Linked DNA regions of Mus musculus: region 1 is linked to region 2. The links are chromatin contacts, called in public Hi-C maps. All regions are on one chromosome and are shown on one strand. Each heading gives the region's core, a stretch centred on a gene start, on an enhancer-like site or on the middle of the called end of the contact. The rest is flanking DNA. Distances are from core to core; before and after follow the strand shown.

Region 1 (4,357 bases), core at 379-2,878, 50 kb before region 2:
TTAGCACCATTTGCTCTGGTTTGGGGTCTGAGGTTTAGATCGAGCCTAGAGGAAGAAGCAATCTGGGACACCCCACACCACAAGCATCACTTGCAAGCTTTGTGGCTCCACTTGAGGGACAGGGATAGGAAAAGACCCTTGGGTGGAGCCAGACTCCTAGTTACCCTCTGGCAAGTAGCCGTCCAAGCCTGAGTAGAAGAGCTTCTCTGTGCCAGCTGGGTCTCCTCTGTGTAGGCTGAGCGCTGGTCACAGCTTCCTTGAAGCTCCCCATCTCTCTGCGCCTCTCTTCCTCTCTCACCCCTCTTCCCTACACCACGCATGTCACTCACGGCACTGCACCCCAGCTGGCAGCCTCAACAGCATCCCTAGAGAGCCTGCATTGGTCCCACTGTGACCTACTCACCCTGTACTTCCCAGGATACTCACTCACTGAGAGAGGCCCCCACACCCAGCAGAGCAGAAGCTCACGCACTGTCCTGGTCACAGACCAATCCCTTAGGGGAAAACTGGGTGGATCAAGCAGGAACCTGGCCCCTTTCTAGACACAGAACTGCCCTTCCAGTTGGCCAGGTTTGGGTCCTGGGGCCAGAAGCAACCCTCCCTCTCCTTCAACCCCCCCACTCTAAGCTCAAAGCACACCCTCTAGCACCCTCTAGGGCCCAGGCAAGGCATCTTCCTGCCTCCACCTTCTCCACCCAGAGCTCTGAGAACCCCTCCAAGTGCAGGTGCTCGCTCTGGAGCACTTGCAGGGGAGAGGAGTGGGCTCTGCACAAACGAGCCTTCCTTCACACTCCACTCTTGGGCTCTGTGAGCACTGTCCGCAGAGCGAGAATGGTGATCCCTACCCTGCAGTCCCAAAGATTAAGACGCGACCTACAGCAAGGACCTAACCCAGCAGCAGGCATACACAGTAAGCACCCTGAAACCTGAGTGCTGGCATACACAGTAAGTACCCTGAAACCTGAGTGCTGGCATACACAGTAAGTATCCTGAAACCTGAGTGCTGGCATACACAGTAAGCACCCTGAAACCTGAGTGCTGGCATACACAGTAAGTACCCTGAAACCTGAGTGCTGGCATACACAGTAAGTACCCTGAAACCTGAGTGCTGGCATACACAGTAAGTACCCTGAAACCTGAGTGCTGGCATACACAGTAAGTATCCTGAAACCTGAGTGCTGGCATACACAGTAAGCACCCTAAAACCTGAGTGCTGGCATACACAGTAAGTACCCTGAAACCTGAGTGCTCCTTCCTCCTGTGTTTAAGGCGCCTTTCACTTTCCCCTGCACCAAACAGGAGCCCAGACAGAAATGAGCTCCACACAAGGGGTTGACAGTCCGCCTAAGACTGTGGTTTGTCTATGAGGTATGGTGGGATAGTTAACAATGGACACTGCCACGTGTCAAAATAAGCAGAGCGGGAGGAACCAAACAGGCTTCCTCTTGGGAGTCCAAGCAGGAGCCTCCAGAAGAGAACAGGAGAACACAGCGCAGCCTGCAGCTTGCTAGAGATGCCTGGGCTGCGGATGCACGGGCTGCTGCGGCAGAGTAGGCGCTGCTAGGGAACCGCTGCGGACAAACACCCCACACAAGACATCGCAGCCTCAACCTCACCTCACACTGTTCCCAAAAGTTCTGCTTCCTGGCCAGTCTACCAGTGCAGGATGGACAGCCAGAGGGAAACAGCCCAGTTTAAAGGCAATAAAAATGTTTTTTTTCTTGCTAAACAAATTAGTTTACATCTGGTGATGTGCAAATAAATAGAAGGACCCAGACCAGACGTCTCCCAAGGCCTGGGCCTCACTCTGTTTGGACCCAGGCCTAGGCACCCGCCAGGAGCACCCTTGTCTCTCGCTTGCTCTCACGCCATCCCTGCTCCCCCCTTCCCACAACTCTCCGTGCTAACTGTCCATCCCGAGGTTCCCAGTCTTCCCCTTGCTCAAGGGAGGAGCTGGCCTCTGGTGCTTGCCCCATGTTCCTTCCAAGCTAGCCTTAGGCAGCGCATGTATGAAATGGGAACAATGGTCTCCTCGTGCCAGAGCTGTGGGGGGAAATAAACATCTCTGAAGTGCCTGGCACTTAGAAAGCATCCCCATGGTGTGGGGCTCCTCCACTGCTCCTGGCCCTAGCTCCTTGGGAAATACATGGAGTGGACTGTGTAGGGTCAGAAGCCCAGTTCTGCCTATGCACAGAGGTGGAGAAACACAGGCATTCCCACAGCACAGAGGGTCCTGTCAGTGGACAGTTGGCCAGGGGTCTTCAGATAGAAACAGCAGCTCCCAGTTCTCAGAACCTAGGAATTACCACCTGGAGACGGGCCACTGCTGTCCATCCCACCACACAGCGAAGCCGAGGCCCAGAAATTTCAATTTCAATTTGCCTGCTTTGGGAAGGAAGCCAGGCCTCAGCCCATGGGTATTTTCTAGTCCATGTCTGTGAGGAGAATCTGTCACATGTAATGAGGGGGTAGGACCACCAGCCCAGACTTTCCTTGGTGCAATTCTCCTGAAACTTAGAAATTTCGGGTTCCTGGGCCACGGAGCTCAGGGGAGACCTCAGTGGATGGGTACAGGTCAGTCAGAAGCAGAACAAGAGGGGAGGAAACCCCTCGGTCTAGGACAGCTGTAGAGGGAGTGTGGAGAGAAAACTGTGGACGGGATGGTCTCCAGAAACCCCTCCCAGTCAGAAGACTCCATCTGGCCTCTTTGGAACCAACTTTCTGATTCTTTCTGTCAGTGGGGTGGGTCTGTGGCCCTGCTCCTGGGAGCAAATCTAAAACAAGCCCTGTTGTTCCTTTCCCAGCCTTCTGGAGCCAGGAAACTCATCTGTCCTACTTAGTTCTAACTGTCAAATTGACACGGCCTAGACTTACCTGAGAAGAGAGCCCCAGATGAATTATCCGAATCACACAGGCCTACATGCAAGCCGGTGGGAGCCTGTCTTGACTGTTAACTGGTGTAGAAGGTCCCAGCTCACTGTGGCTGGCACGATCCCACGGTCAGATAGGATAAGAAAGCCAGCTAAGCGTGAGGCCGCAAGCGGGCCGGCACTGCGGTGTTACTCCATCACGGTCCACGTCAAGTCCTCCGTGAGCTCCTGCCCTACGGACTACAGCCTAGACGTCCAAGCCACATAAATCCTTTTCTCCCCTACGGTGCTTTTGCACACGGAGTTTTCTCACAGCAACACAAGGGACGTACAGCAGAAAGGAGTGCAGCCAAGTGGACTGTATCATGGCGAACATGACTATCTGGCTTTTATGCCTCGGACGTAAACTTTTTATGAAATATTTAGAACTTTGGGCTGGGAAAGCCACTGAGTGCTGTGGGCAGAGCTTTGTGGGCCACTTTTCTTTTCTTTCCTTTAAAAGATTTATTTAATGTATGTGAGTACACTGTTGCTGTCTTCAGACACCAGAAGAGGGCACCAGATCCCATTACAGATGGTTGTGAGCCACTGTGTGGTTGCTGGGAATTGAACTCATGACCTCTGGAAGAGCAGGCATTGCTCTTAACCACTGAGCCATCTCTCCAGCCCTATCTAGTGGTCCACTCTTAGGGAGGCTTGGAAGAACGTTGAGAGAACACAGAAAAGACTCCTGTCAGAACTGGGGCAGGCACAACATGTGTGATATTTTAGACTGAGAATCTGTGTGTGCTGATCAACTAGGGATCAATAATCAGGTGTGATTAATAAGAGATTAGCATCGTTGAGGTAAAATCTGTGCTTCACTGGGACAGGGACGTGGTCAGCACACTGTCATGGCAGGCGAGGAGGAGGCTACATCTCAAGCCGGCAGCTGAACCTGGCAGTGTGTGGGAGTCTCTCTAATGGTACTTTTTTTTTTGAAGACATAAAAACCGCAGGATTGACAGGGTCAGGGAGAGAAGATGAGGCTTGGCACTCTGTGGTAGGCTCAGAATCCCTGAAGAGATGCCAGGAAAGGCCATTGGTAAAGATACAGCCTCAACTGGAGTAGAGACCCCAGGATATTGGAGATGCTGAGACTGGGACATTTGCCAAAAACGGGGCCAAGTATGAAGCTTATGCCTGAGATCAGCTGTGTGCTATCAACACAGGAGCTGAGAAAGTGTGACTGTGCAAGCCCTTTGGAGCCCAGAAGATCATGAGTTCCAGATGCTATGCCAAGGTAAGAATGTAGATCTACACCTGGAGTTTGTTTTCTTTAATCTATTGATCTTATGCCCAGTTCTTCCCTTTCAGAATGAGTAAGTATATGACCTATTTCTTATTTCATAGGAGCCCACAGTTAAGAGACTTTGGTTTTTAAAGATATCTGAGTGGGTAACTTGGGGTTGTTTGTTTGTTTGTTTGTTTGTTTGAGCTAGTATCTC
Region 2 (4,337 bases), core at 637-3,136:
GATTGGGTGAATATCTTCAGGAGTCTACCAGCACCTGTCCCTGAATTTGCCCATAGCGGGTTCTGGGCCTGCCTTGGCTTCACCAAGCACAGAAAAGTCACTTCTAAGTCAACACTTGACCCAACCCAGATTACAGGCTCAAAAGAACTTAAGTCAGGAGTCAGAAAAATCATTTGGCATAATAAGTTCCTAATTTGACCGATGAGAAAACTGAGGTTCCTAAGGAAGAGGTCCTACTAAAATCCTCCATTTGGTTTTGTCTTTTCTTTCTTTCTTCCTTCCTTCCTTTCTTAGAGAGACTGTGATAGTTCAAAATATGCCTTCCGTTGCTTAGAAAAAATTACTAGATACTAATGTACAATAAAATTTTGACATTTCACACGACTTTCATCAGAAACATATAGAAGCAAAATTATGTAATGTAAGCTTTCTACATACACATCTCCTTCTCAAACATGCCTATTTGGTTTAAATTGGATGCTTCCAGGCATCAGTTCAGACTGACAGGCGAGTCCCAATCAACTACAGAGATACTGAGACATTAAGGAACTCTTAAGGAAGTTCCATGAAGTTCTAGAATCCCTACAGAGCCGGTGGCAGAGACACCGGTACCACAGACCTGACCTCAGCATGCCCGCGGTCAGCACACTGGTGCGGTGGAACTCACCCTTCCCGCTGCCGGTCTTGGACACACCATAGTCTCGAGGGCTCCGGGGCCGAAGGAGATCGTGGGCACGTGGTGGTGGCACCGGTAGCCGAGGCAGCAGGTCTAGCGGGTTCCCGTCCCCGCAGCCGCCACCACTCACAGCAATCCTGAAGGCCATGTGCGCTCCCAGGCTGACAGGCCCGCGGCCCTGGCCAGGAGCACCAGGGGCCTCCTTTGGCCTCTTGTCCGAAAGTGCCTCGGCCACCTCGCAATGCATGGCGCCGGGGCGGGGCGCACGGCTGGGGGTCGCGCCAGGCTCCTGCGGAGGGAAGAAAGCACCGAGCTTTAGAAAGCGGGAAACTCCATCCCTAGATCACAGTTTGGGCAGTCACGTTCTATTTAGTCCTGATCTCAAAAAAAAAAAAAAAGTTAGCGTCACCACACCGACCCCATTCCCTGAGCCACCTGACCCCGCGCACCGTGGTCGTCCCGCTTTCGCTGCCGTCGCCCTAGGCCCGCACGTTCCGGAGAATCCCCTGCGCCCTCCCACCCTAATCCGCTTCCACCCAGGGTCAGCCCTCTTCAGACGAATGGCAAAACTAAGACCAAGGATAGGATGGGAGTTCCCTAAAGGGACAGGGAGAGGGCAGTAAACTAGGATGGGATGGGAGTTCCTGTCCGGAATTCCCTAAAGGGACAGGGAGAGGGCAGCAGCCTGACTCCCAGAGCAGGGTCACAGGGGAGCAGGGAAAGACTCAGATGGGTCCCTGGCTGCGCACCTCTAGGTGCCCCGGGGCGGGCTGAGCAGAGCCCAGGCACTGAACACGCACCGCCGCCGGGTGCAGACGCAGAATTTCCGCGAGCCCCGCCACTAGCCAGACACCGGGCTGAGGATGAGCGCGCACGCCCACTGCGCGAGCCCACAAAGCGCACTCGAGAGCCGTAAATCCAGGAGCCCCGGCGCCCGGGAGCCCGCACAGCCAGAGTCGCCCACGCACGCCGGCTCGCACGCACACTCGCGACCCGTCGATGCGCCCTCCGAGACCAGCCATGCCACACACCCCATTCACCGGCTCACACTCCGCTCCGCCGGCAGCCGCAAGTCTCACGCCGGAGCCTCAGCATCATTTCCAGCATCATTCCCGCGAGAGCGAGGCCTCAGGGCCCCCAAATTCGCCTCGCCCCTCGGCGAGCCCCGCGCCACCCCAGAGCTCCCGGATTCGGACGCCACTGGGTCCCCGGCGCCGGCCGCGCCCCTTCTCACCTCGCCGCGGGCGCAGCGGCTCGCGGGGCACACAGCACGGCGCGCCTCCTCTGGCGCCGCAGCCCCCGCAGCCGCCGCCGCCACCGCCACGGCCGCCGCGTCCTACGGGGCGACACCCCGGGGGCGGGGCGGCCCGCTGCTGCCCACAGCCGCTCGGGCCGCGACTCTTGGGGGCTGCCGGACCAAGCCAATGGCGGCTCGAGGGCGTGCCGCTCGCCTGGGGGCCTGGGCGGGGCGGCGCGCGCCCAGGCTGAGGTTTTGACAGCGGCCGGAGCCCTGCACGCCGGCTGCCGGGACGCCGCCGGACTCTGCGGCTGCCAGAGGAGGAGGCCAGCCGAAGGCAGAGCCAGCACAACCCGGCTTCCTCTGCTCCCCGGCGGGATTCTGCTCCTCCCCGGGTCGCGTTTTCTCCCGGGTAAATGGGAATGGCGGTACCTGCTAAGCGGAGGTAACAAATACAGAAGTGCTTGACAAGTTGTTTTGGTTTTGCAGACTCTAACCAGCTCACTTCAAGTGGCACAGATTTCACTGCAAGTCATAGCAAAGCTGGCCTTTGTCATCTGAACCCAGGCCTCAGCCCACTTTCTCACTTTACTTTCGTGTTGTTTTCTAGAAAGGGTTCATCCAGACGAGAGAGGAGCTCCGCGTTCTCCTGTACCCATTCCTTGCCATGTCCTCCGCGCTCCAGGCAGCAGGGTCTCAACTGTAGGAAGAGCCCTTGATGAGGCTTCATAGTGACTAGAAGCAATGGGTCAGCCCCCATCCCTGAAGCGTGCAAAATGGGGTGTTCGTTCATGTCTCTGACCGATTTTCTGGGGTCTACTGAAGGATCTAGGGTAGCCCCAAAATGTCTCTGCATGCTGTCAACATCTCCCACTATGCACAAAATGTTTGAGAATAGAGGACCTTAGTCTTAAACTGTGGAAGTGTGTTTCTGCAACCGGCCTGGTTCACAGACTGGGGTTCCACACAGGAAGACAACCCAAGCAGTTTCCCAGCATCTTAACAAAACAAAGATTTTTTTTTTCCAGTCACAAAAAGTTAAGATTTGCCAGGCATGCTGGCACACGCCTTTAATCCCAGCAGGCGGATTTCTGAGTTCGAGGCCAGCCTGGTCTACAAAGTGAGTTCCAGGACAGCCAGGGCTATACAGAGAAACCCTGTCTCGGAAGAAAAAAAAAAGTTTTTTAAAAAAAGATTTAATTTCCTATACCTTATTTGTTTGGAGACTTAGAAACAGCAGAAGGAATTGGAAGTACCTTGACATTTTACTTAACACCACCCCCACATTCATGGCCAGAAGCAACAAGGTAGGTAGGGTGTGGCAGCGCAGGCTTCCGACTCCCACGCCAGTGTCTTCCTCCCATTATTACCAAGAGCAGGTGTCAGCCGACCTGTGCAGGCGATGAGCTGTTATGGGCATCTCAGAGGCCTTGCCTCTTTCTGGAGACTTGTCATTGAGGACTGTCACTTTAGGGCAGAGTGGATATGAGTAGAAAGGAGGAAACTGACCAACTGCCCGCCCAGAACTTGAACCTCCCCCTCCCACCCCACCCTCAATTCTAAAGTGTGGACCCTGGCTCTGGCCAACAGGTCTGTGGCTTTAGACAAATAGCCCTACTTAGTTTCTGCCTCATGCGTCAAAGAAGCAAGAAAGCTGGAAGGTCTAGCTTTGCTATTATGCCCGTCTGTAAGGCCAGGAGCTGAGCGCTCTGCTCTGCTCTGCTCTCCCCGGCATGTGCGCACTCACACACACACACACACACACAGCACTGTACATTTAGTTCAGACTGGAAACAGTTGCCAAATGAGTCACTTAAATAACAGGACAAGCAGGCAAAAGCTCTCCAAATTTCCCAACAGCAACAAACTCATTTACTTATTCTTCACTGCTTTGCTACCTTTGACCAGCCCTTGTGTTTGAAGCTACTAGGGACCTTGTGAGTGTTCACAGGTCTGCTACAGCAGGTAGCCAGGCAAAGTAGTAAGCTGCCTGAACTCTCCATTCAATGGGCCTCTCCAACACTGTGTGCAGCAGGATGATTTTGTGAATGTGCAAGCCTGGTATGCTTGTGCAGTTTTCCTAGAAGGAAGGAAAAGGACCCGTTTCCAGTGACAAGGGGTCGAGAAGACACAAGAAGCCTGTACTTTAAATTTTTTTCTTTTCTTCTTCCTCTTCTTCTCCTTCTCCTTCTCCTTCTCCTTCTCCTTCTCCTTCTCCCTCTCCTTCCTTCTCCCTCTCCCTCTCCCTCTCCCTCTCCCTCTCCCTCTCCCTCTCCCTCTCCCTCTCCCTCTCCCTCTCCCTCTCCCTCTCCTTCTCCTTCTTCTTCTTCTTCTTCTAAGTCAGGGTTTCTCTTTGTAGTCCTGGCTATCCTGGAACTCACTCTGTAGACCAGGCTGGCGAACTCAGAAATCCGACTGCCTCTG

The links. A called contact is a pair of places that touch in the nucleus more often than the background predicts.
Region 1: a contact with region 2 is called in a Hi-C map of uterus, with 2.4 times the contacts expected there. The contact joins the enhancer-like site here to the promoter of Glis1 in region 2. A contact is called at or near these places in 3 of 39 promoter capture datasets (the 3T3-L1 cell line and macrophages), 1 of 15 datasets of contacts at CTCF or cohesin (the NIH/3T3 cell line), 5 of 484 Hi-C or Micro-C datasets (embryonic stem cells, nephron progenitors, palatal mesenchyme and 1 more), 1 of 115 datasets of contacts at active chromatin or transcription factors (embryonic stem cells) and 4 of 9 other capture datasets (adipose tissue, liver, macrophages and 1 more).

What each region holds. Positions count from the first base shown.
Region 1 is chr4:107,482,397-107,486,753 of GRCm38.p6, reverse strand. The region is part of intron 2 of Glis1 (GLIS family zinc finger 1); the gene reads right to left. Among named protein-coding and RNA genes, the nearest start is that of Gm46866, 49 kb to the right of the region's middle. Within about 2 kb of position 1,628, at least 13 of the 459 cell types and tissues checked have an H3K27ac peak or open chromatin away from gene starts, as enhancers often do. A contact at or near this core is called in uterus, where this site is marked.
Region 2 is chr4:107,432,268-107,436,604 of GRCm38.p6, reverse strand. It overlaps Glis1 (GLIS family zinc finger 1), which reads right to left and starts at 1,886. Exons shown (of 11, transcript NM_147221.2): 1 at 1,708-1,886; 2 at 668-965. The coding sequence starts at 923. Gm46866 (Holliday junction resolvase MOC1, chloroplastic-like) reads left to right here and starts at 1,350. Exons shown (of 2, transcript XM_030253946.1): 1 at 1,350-2,325; 2 at 2,524-2,828. The coding sequence starts at 1,540. The coding sequence ends at 2,172.